3 separate regions of the Neogale vison genome follow, and all the other regions are linked to region 3. A link is a contact called in public Hi-C data. All regions are on one chromosome and are shown on one strand. The core of a region is the stretch at or near the end of the contact, and the rest is flanking DNA. Distances in the headings are between cores, read along the strand shown. Region 1 holds the start of ERAP2 (endoplasmic reticulum aminopeptidase 2). Region 2 holds the start of ERAP1 (endoplasmic reticulum aminopeptidase 1). Region 3 holds the start of LIX1 (protein limb expression 1 homolog).

What was found. Hi-C and Micro-C count contacts between places; a contact is called where the count stands out from the background.
Region 1: a Hi-C map of muscle shows a contact between it and region 3, with 7 times the contacts expected there. The contact joins the promoter of ERAP2 here to the promoter of LIX1 in region 3. A contact is called at or near these places in 2 of 3 Hi-C or Micro-C datasets (fibroblasts and muscle).
Region 2: a contact with region 3 is called in a Hi-C map of fibroblasts, with 5 times the contacts expected there. The contact joins the promoter of ERAP1 here to the promoter of LIX1 in region 3. A contact is called at or near these places in 2 of 3 Hi-C or Micro-C datasets (fibroblasts and muscle).

Annotation. Positions count from the first base shown.
Region 1 is chr1:196,484,362-196,487,061 of ASM_NN_V1, forward strand. ERAP2 (endoplasmic reticulum aminopeptidase 2) reads right to left here and starts at 1,326. Exons shown (of 19, transcript XM_044265073.1): 1 at 1,267-1,326. The region is part of intron 1 of LOC122917330 (a long non-coding RNA gene); the gene reads left to right.
Region 2 is chr1:196,548,810-196,551,565 of ASM_NN_V1, forward strand. It overlaps ERAP1 (endoplasmic reticulum aminopeptidase 1), which reads left to right and starts at 1,458. Exons shown (of 19, transcript XM_044265105.1): 1 at 1,458-1,749. LOC122900965 (a long non-coding RNA gene) reads right to left here and starts at 889. Exons shown (of 3, transcript XR_006383340.1): 1 at 858-889.
Region 3 is chr1:196,225,268-196,228,025 of ASM_NN_V1, forward strand. It overlaps LIX1 (protein limb expression 1 homolog), which reads left to right and starts at 1,298. Exons shown (of 8, transcript XM_044265035.1): 1 at 1,298-2,758. It overlaps RIOK2 (serine/threonine-protein kinase RIO2), which reads left to right. Exons shown (of 10, transcript XM_044265023.1): 10 at 875-1,153. The coding sequence ends at 1,039.

The DNA of each region.
Region 1 (2,700 bases), core at 76-2,575, 260 kb after region 3:
ATCATTTTGCAATATAAAAATGTATCAAATCAAGGTGTTGTACACTTTATTTTTTTTTAAGATTTTTAAAATTCATTTATTTGACAGAGACAGAGAGAGTACAAGCAGGACAAGCAACAGAGAGAGACAGAGAAGAAGACTCCCCAATGAGTGCAGAGCCTGATGCGAGGCTCCAATCCCAGGACCTTGGGATCATGACCTGAGCCAAAAGCAGACGCTTAACTAACTGAGCCACCCAGGCACCCAAAGTGTTGGACACTTTAAACTTACACAAGGTTATAATGTCAGTTATATCTCAATAAAGCTGAGGAAGATTTTTTTAATTGAAAAGATGATGACACTTCCATCTTTTTCAAATAAGCATTAAATGGTGGCTAGGAGTGCCTGGGTGTTTCACTCTGTTGAGCGTCTAACTCGGTTTCAGCTCAGGTCATGGTCTCAGGGTTCTGGGATTCAGCCCTGCGTTGGGCTCTCTGCTCGGAGCCTGCTCCCCCCTCTGCCTCTGTGGTCTCTCTCTCTCTCTCAAATAAATAATTAAAATCTTAAAAAAAAAAAAAGAATTCATGCGAAGATTTTGGCATAGCACCATAATTAGTAAATACAAAGCACATAATAAATGTTAAATATTAAACCATTACTGTGATTACTATTACTTGAATTCTCTGGCATAGATTAAGGACTATTTCCGTCTCCACTTGCAGCAGACACACTCCAAGAAAGCTGTATTTTACTGGTAAGACTGGAGAGAAAGGTCTTGCTATTTACTTATATTCGTATAGCCTTTAGCCTTAGCTCAGTAAGGACTTGAAAAGCCAGCTAATATGTCTTTGGTGTCCTGGCGAAGAAACTGAGGGGAAGTGATTTTACCAAAATCACATGGGAAATTTCAAGCAAAATTGGGATGAAAATAGAGCCCTTGACCCTTAGTCTGGGGACTTTCCTTTATATTCAATAGCACTTCAGTGAAAAAAATGTCCTGGGATCCAAGACAAGAATTGCAGGAAATGTTTGGGAAAAGCTAAGAAATCTCTGGAAGAGAGAGTGAGTCAGTAAAGCTGAAGGATTCTTAAATCAAGTCCCAACCTTAACCTCACCCACATGCCCAGGATGCAGTGCCAGATTCCCCCCACCCCCTTTCTCGGGAGCCTCACTCAACATGACAAGATCTCCTCAATACAGCAGTTTTATACCTTAAGTTCCAGTAATTATCCTCACTGAAAAGTTCTGAGTCTTAAGAAAAATGGAAGAGAAATGTTGAGGAGTTACCTTAATCCACGCTGTTGCAGATTTGAATGAAGGGGAATCTACTTTTGATTTCACTTTCTGTTCTGGTAGGAACCGGAACTTAGCATGCCTACTGATTACAACACTGGCTGGTTCGTTAGAGTATAGACGAACTATAGAAGGGCTTAGGACAAGAGCTTTAGCCCAAAAGGCACGAGACTTTCCCCTGCTTCAAGCCCTCCTCCGTCCTCTGTGAAAAGACCATATAATTGTTTTGATTCGGCCCCTCTCCAGTTTGTTACAAATTCCTTTTGATTCTTCACTTTCAATTTCTTTCTTTTCAAATTTTAAACAATGCCTCTAGTCATTAGAGTAGTCTAGGTCCTCATTACTTCTCACAATGACCTTCAATCAGGTCTCCCTGGCTCCTCAAGGTCAGGTCTGGCAGTTTACTGGTCTGGTGCCAGCCCCGGACTCATCCTTGACGCTACTGCTTGATCATGGCGTGCCAAGCTTCAGACCTTCCTGGCGTTTCATCCTGTTTACACAGAGAGGCAGGTCCCCATGTGGAGACCACGGAGGACCCCACAGACTCTCTCATGCTCTGTCTGGTGGTTTTGTTTAGATCCTAGTGCATTAAAGGGCAATGCCTTCACGCCAGTACTATTCTCAAGGGAAACATAACAAGCTTGACTCTTACTGTCCAACAGCCTGTCCTCATGTTCTGGTGTTCGTGCCTCGTCCTGCCACACATTAGAATTTGCAACCCGTGCTTTGGCTCAACATTCAAGTACTGCCATGATTCGATCTTAGCTAAATCTCATGCCTTAATTTTTTTTTCTCTTTTGGGTTTTTTTTTTTTTTTATGTCAACCTGGATAAATGATTTGATAAAGCAGAGGAGCGAATGTCCAAGAGGTGGCCTCCACCGAGGGCTAGAGGCACAGGGTTGAATGGGGACCCTAAGGGTGGCATTGTGTCTAGTTAGAGGGGCATAGTGGGGTGGGTGGGGAGGTTGACTGGAAACAGGTGTGTGTTGTGGGGAGGGGGCAAAGAAGAGAAGGCACCACTGGCTGACTCTTGGGTATGTAATTCTGCAGCAGGGGAGGGAAGGGGCAAAAGTTGTAGAGGAAGCAGGGGGTACTTTGGTGACATTCTCCGTCACAGGGCCCAGCTCAGTGTGTTCTCAGAACTCTGCCCCGCCCAGGAGAACAGGGTTCTGGGTCTGGGCTTCAGAAGACAAAGTTGAGGAAGTTCCAGGTGACTTCCCAGCTTATTACTTAGAACTGTTTCTCACCAAAATGGGGTCCTAATTTTTTTTTTTTTCCTGATAACTGAATAAGCTTTGGGATGTTTGTGGCCCAGAGAATTCACATATCTTACTCTTTCACTTTACCTGGCCTTTGAACCGTTCCTCATTCAGACTCTCCTTAGTGGCTCTCTCTAACACAGCTGCACTCTTGGGACGCCTGGGTGG
Region 2 (2,756 bases), core at 208-2,707, 320 kb after region 3:
CCAAGTTCTACATTATGGCTTTGGAAATTGTTCTTGGAAGCTCCCCCTAGTGTGTGTTCTTAAAACTTCCGAATGATTATTATGTAAGTCATGTAAAAGCCGGCAATAAATTCTTTTTTCATTAAAGAACTTGAAAGGATTCTGTTCTCTGTGGTTCAACCCTCACTGAAGCAACATAGACATTAGTCTTTAAAATGTCACTGGACATTTTGGCTATTTCATTCTTCTTTTCCATCTTTTTAATTACATGCATACTAAACACAAAATGAGGTTGGCTTTATTTATTATTTGTTGCTTTCAGTGAACAGGTGAATTGGAAAGTGATCACAGTTCCTGCTAAGGGGTTTGTTAGATTCTTAGGGAACACCTGCTATTGTTCAATATGCCGTGTTGGAGATCTTCCATTTGCCCCTCCCACAAAGCATGCATGAATTTACTGCATAAGAAGTTCTCATCTGAGCAAAGCAGATCACTCACTGACATCTGGAGGCCTTGGAGGCTATAGCGATGGGCTGACACACCTGCCACAATTGCAAATGAAGAAAAAATCACCTAATCCCAAAGCCCATTTCTTGCTGAACTGTAAAGAAAACAACTTGCCTTGCTCTCACCCTGTTTGGGGCTGGGGACGGAATGTTATTTTTATATTACAAAATATCCTTGACTGGAGAGAATATGCAGAACAAAATATACTTTGTTATTTTTCAAAACGAACATAAAATTGAGAAATAAAAGTTGAGAAATACTGTTCCAGTGACTTGAAACCCCAAACTCTCAAAGGGAAGGCTAGGAAAGAAAAGAGAGGAGAAAGTCTGAGTACAGTAAGAAAAAGATCCCGGAGGTGTTGGTCCACTCACCAACTTGTAGCATTTGATCAATATGAAGCCTGTGTTTTCTTGTCTTGTTATCTCATTTACCCTCAATTGTTTAAAAGATGGGCTTTTTTGGACATTTCAGTCCAGTTTCATGTTCTAAGGGGAGCGGAGAAATGGTTATCTGATTTGAAAAAGCAGAGGAAATGTTTTAATGTGGGGAGCATCAAATCTTGGAGGCCCGAGAGTCCCTAGGGGGTGGCGGGGAAGTTCCTGGGAGGCTATCCGTATCCCCTTCCTACCCGGAAGCACCTCCTAGCGTAACTCTCCTCTATTAAATGCCCAAGGATTCAGCATTTCCCAGAATGAGTTGCTGGGCGGCTCCGGTATCTTTCGGAGGCGGGCCACGAGCTCGCAGCCCATTTGCAGAGACGAGATGATGGACACCTCTTGAGTCCAACTGGCGCGGAGCGCGTGCAGACTCCTTGGAGGGGCGAGCTGGAGTCCAGCCTGGGTCACTTTCCGCAACACCCACCCCTTCTTAACGCTTTCTAAGCCCTCGCTGCGCCGAAGGGTAACCGTCGAAAGCTACAGCCACAAAGACACACTCAGAATGATCTGCGTTCGGGCAGGAGTGCTCCTCCCCACCGACCCCCCCGTACTGCAACGCGGCCGTTTCCCTTGCGCGCAGCACGCATTTGTGAATTACCGTCCGGGGTCCCGCGGCCTCCGCGCGCCCCCACGGCCAGCTTTCTCCTTCCCCAGCTCCCGCCTCCGCTGGGGGTTCTCCGGCGCCCGTTAGGAGCGCCCCGTCCGACGCGCACCTGGCGCGCTCGCGCCGCTGCCCGGGCTCCGCTTTCACTTTCTGTTCCGGGGTAGGGGAGGCCGGCGGCAGCGGCGCGAGGGCGAGCTGGTCGCGTCGCAGACCACCCCCCAGGTACAGCGCGCAGGTCCCCAGGGCACCCCTCGGGGAGCGGTCGCGGGGCTGGAGAAGGGCTCGGTCCCGGCAACCTCCGGGTGCCCGCCGGGGAGGCCCGAAGACTCGTGGCACGCGGCGGAGGAGAGCGAGGCGGGGGGACGCCGGGTGGGGGAGAGTCGTGGTACCCGGGGCCCGGGTCCGCGGGGAGGCGCTGTGTTGGGCGACCAGCCTAGCCTTGCTCGGGTCCTTCTCGGGCGGGAGAACGCGGGGGGGCTCAGGGCCAGTGCGCCTGATCCGCGCGTTCTCGCGGCCACGCTACTTCCCGACCCGCGGGAGCCTCCTTGCGGTGCGCGCCTCGCCGCTGGCCTCCTGCCAGCCTCCGGATCCCCCCCGCCTCGCGAGTGGCGCCAGATGGAGGGGGCGGGAGGACGGCGCGTTCGGCTGAGAAGGGTACTTTGGGGATAGCTGGCCGAGAAGCGAACGTGGCTTGGCATTAACTTCTGGTTGGGCGTGTTGAAGGATCAGAGTCCATGAATGTCCCCAAGATCAGTTCTTTCCTTGCTTCTTCTGTACTTAAACTCCCAGCAATTGTCTTCCCTTCACTCTGGCTCTAGCTGAGTTTTATTCAGATAAAGTTCTACTGTTGGAGCAAACTAAAGTTTCCTCTCTGGGTGCGTTATTTGCCAGGGGGGCCTGCAAGGTAATTTCATGGAAGGAGAAGAGCAGTCCCTTCCTTGCCGTTTTTCCGGAGGTTCTTTGTGTAGGTCGGGTTCAGTAAGAAAAGCTCAGTTTTCTGGCAGATGCCCAGAGTATCATCTGCTCTCAACTCAGGAGGAAAAACAAGAACAAAAACCTTTAAAAATTTGGCCAGTGCTTTGCTTTTCCCAAGGATTTGGAATGGTGCTGGTACCATAGCCCATTTTCAGGTGGGCCTAAATGAAAAAAATTCTAATTCGTTAAAAAAGAATATTCAGGTTAATTTAGCATTTTTTGTTTGTTTGCCAGCAGTGACGAACTATTACAAT
Region 3 (2,758 bases), core at 48-2,547:
TTTTATAGTACAAATATACAACCCAAGAAATAGTCTATTAGGCAGACTAATTCTTCTAGCCCCTTTTTGCCTGTTATGCTTTAATTTTTTAACTTGAAAGATATTTAATAAGTTTTTTGTGCCTAGCCTAGGTTGAGGCATATTAAAAAGAGACTCTTGCTTCAACCATTGCAGTATCTCTTTTTTAGGAAATAAATTGGATGATACAAAGTTATATACAATTTAAAAACAGGCAGTAGTGCTACAGATGAAGAAAAGGTTATTGGGAACAGAATATTCAAACTTTTTATTTATATTGTAAGTGACACTAGGAGCCTGAGTCTTAACAAGAAATCATTTGAATTTATATTGAGAAATTATTCTACATTTCCCAAGAATTGTATAAAGACTTTTTCATGTAAATGCTGCCATCAGGTCATCCCTATACCTGAAGTTAGAAAGACTCTTGGATACATTTTGACCAGTTGTGAATGCTTTCCAACACACTTTTCTACTGCAGCACCATTTCTACTTTTATCTTGAACACAGAGAAACAGTTTTTATCTTGGGTTTTTTGGTTTTCCTTTTTTGGTTTCAGTTTTCCTGATGGACACTAGGTGGCACTATGGAGATTTGTTAGTCAAAGAATTGCGTATTACTTTTTGCTCTAATCTGTATTTCTGTTAGTAATTTAATTTCTCCTATTTTGTAACCATTAGTTTGTGTTTATTTTATTGTTGGTTCATATAGGACTGTCAGTATTTGGAATTCAAGAAATTCATGCTCTTAATAAATTTTAAAAAATATTAACAATGTAAATCTTTGTTTTATTGAATATTTACTCCTTATCATAGTGGTCAGTTATCGGTAATACTAACTCATTAAATCTTTCCAGGAAATGGTGAAACAGAAGGTGAAACGTCAGTTGACGAAACAGCAAAAATCAGCTATCAGACGTCGATTGCAAAAAGGAGAAGCAAATATATTTACAAAACAACGAAGAGAAAACATGCAAAATATTAAGTCAAGCTTAGAAGCAGCCAACTTTTGGGGAGAGTAATATATTTAAGATCTTAAATATTTTTCAGAAAGTTATTAGGATCCCTTTTTAAGCCCCCTGTAGTCTTTTCTAGACCAAGACAGATATATAAATAAATAAACTCTCTTTCTCCTATTAATTTGATTCATTTAGTATGTGTCTTCCAAAGAATAATTATAGTAATTCTGCTAAAGCAATCTAATTCTTCCAAGTATTTTAGGTGACTGGTAAATCTGCCAAAATTTTTTTTTCAAAATAATCTTTATTAGGAATATCTGGGTATTTAAAAATATATATATATTTTTGTTGTTGTTGTTGTTGTTGTTTTTTGTTCTAACTACTTTGTGGGTTGTTTTGAGGACTACATAAGGTAATATACAGAAAGCACTTAGAACAATGCCTGGCACTTTATAAACATTCCTTAAAGTTTAATGAATTTGTATTAGAATGAAATTATTAGAATGAAATTGTAACGATGTTTATCTTTCTGCTGTTCTAACGATTTGGTTGCATTCCATCTAACCACTAGAAGAATTTACTGTAATCTATTTTTTTTAGTTTCCAGTATTAAGAATCAGCCACATAATGCATAATTTTATTTTTTGCTTTTTACATTGGTAATGCAGTCATGAGAACAAAAAGTTGCCATGGTCTCACCAGTTTCCACATTTGCCAGTTTTTATGCAGGCCTAAGCAGAAGAGTTAGGTGTGGGAGGAGGTAGACAGGATGAGGAATGAAAACTTAGCTGGGTGGGTCCTAAACATTAAAGAAATATTTGACAGTAGCAAATACTTAGCACAGGAGAGAAAGAAAATACATAAGACATGGTTCCTCCCTCAAAGACTTCATGATCCACTGAGATGTGAAGATGGGTGCTAAAGTGTGTGTACCTGATGATGAATTCAAATCTCCTCAACATTGCCCAGTGGGCCAAAAGGGACATCGCCTATGGTGAAAAATAGCCACTAGATGGCAGTGTCACTCCACAGTCACCTGGCCGATGATCCTAAAATTACTTGGATCTGTGATAAAAATAACAGATTTATTTCCAAGAATGATAAAGACAGCAGATACCCTTTCACCTTTGTAAAATTCATTCTGCTATTTGCAAGACCTATCATCTAATAAATTACCTTTAATAATGGAGATGCAAGAAAGTATCTCATTCAATTCCTCTAAAAATTAACTAATTTTGTAGTGTAAAAATACACTAATTTTGAAGTGTTTACCTAGCTTTGAATTTTAGGTGTGCCTTTAAAGCATTTACTAAATAAATCTATTTTAAAACATTTTAATAGAATAAAATGGTGTTGAAGACAGCTTAATAGAACCATAGAATATTTATCTTGTAATATATACTGTTGTTAGAATGTCTAAGGTAAACTGGGAATAAAGCTATATGACTTCACCCTCAGTTTTACTGAGTTGATGTAGTCTACTTTTGGGTACCTACTACATAAAAAACATGCTGCTACTTAAGGAACATTGAAGGCAAGTAAACATAGCTCTTAATAGCCTGAGATTTCCTGTGGTTTTCAGAACAAATTAGTCAAATGCACAAATCTAAACAAATGACCCAGTGTGTAATCACGACAATTTCTAAAAGATGTTTTTGAGTAGCCATCAATTAGAAGTCAGTTTGCCTTATCGGCATGTAACCCTCATGTTTTAAAACACCCGTACTGAATAATGAGCAAAAATAAAATAGAAGTGCACTGCTAATACAGTCGAGACATGTA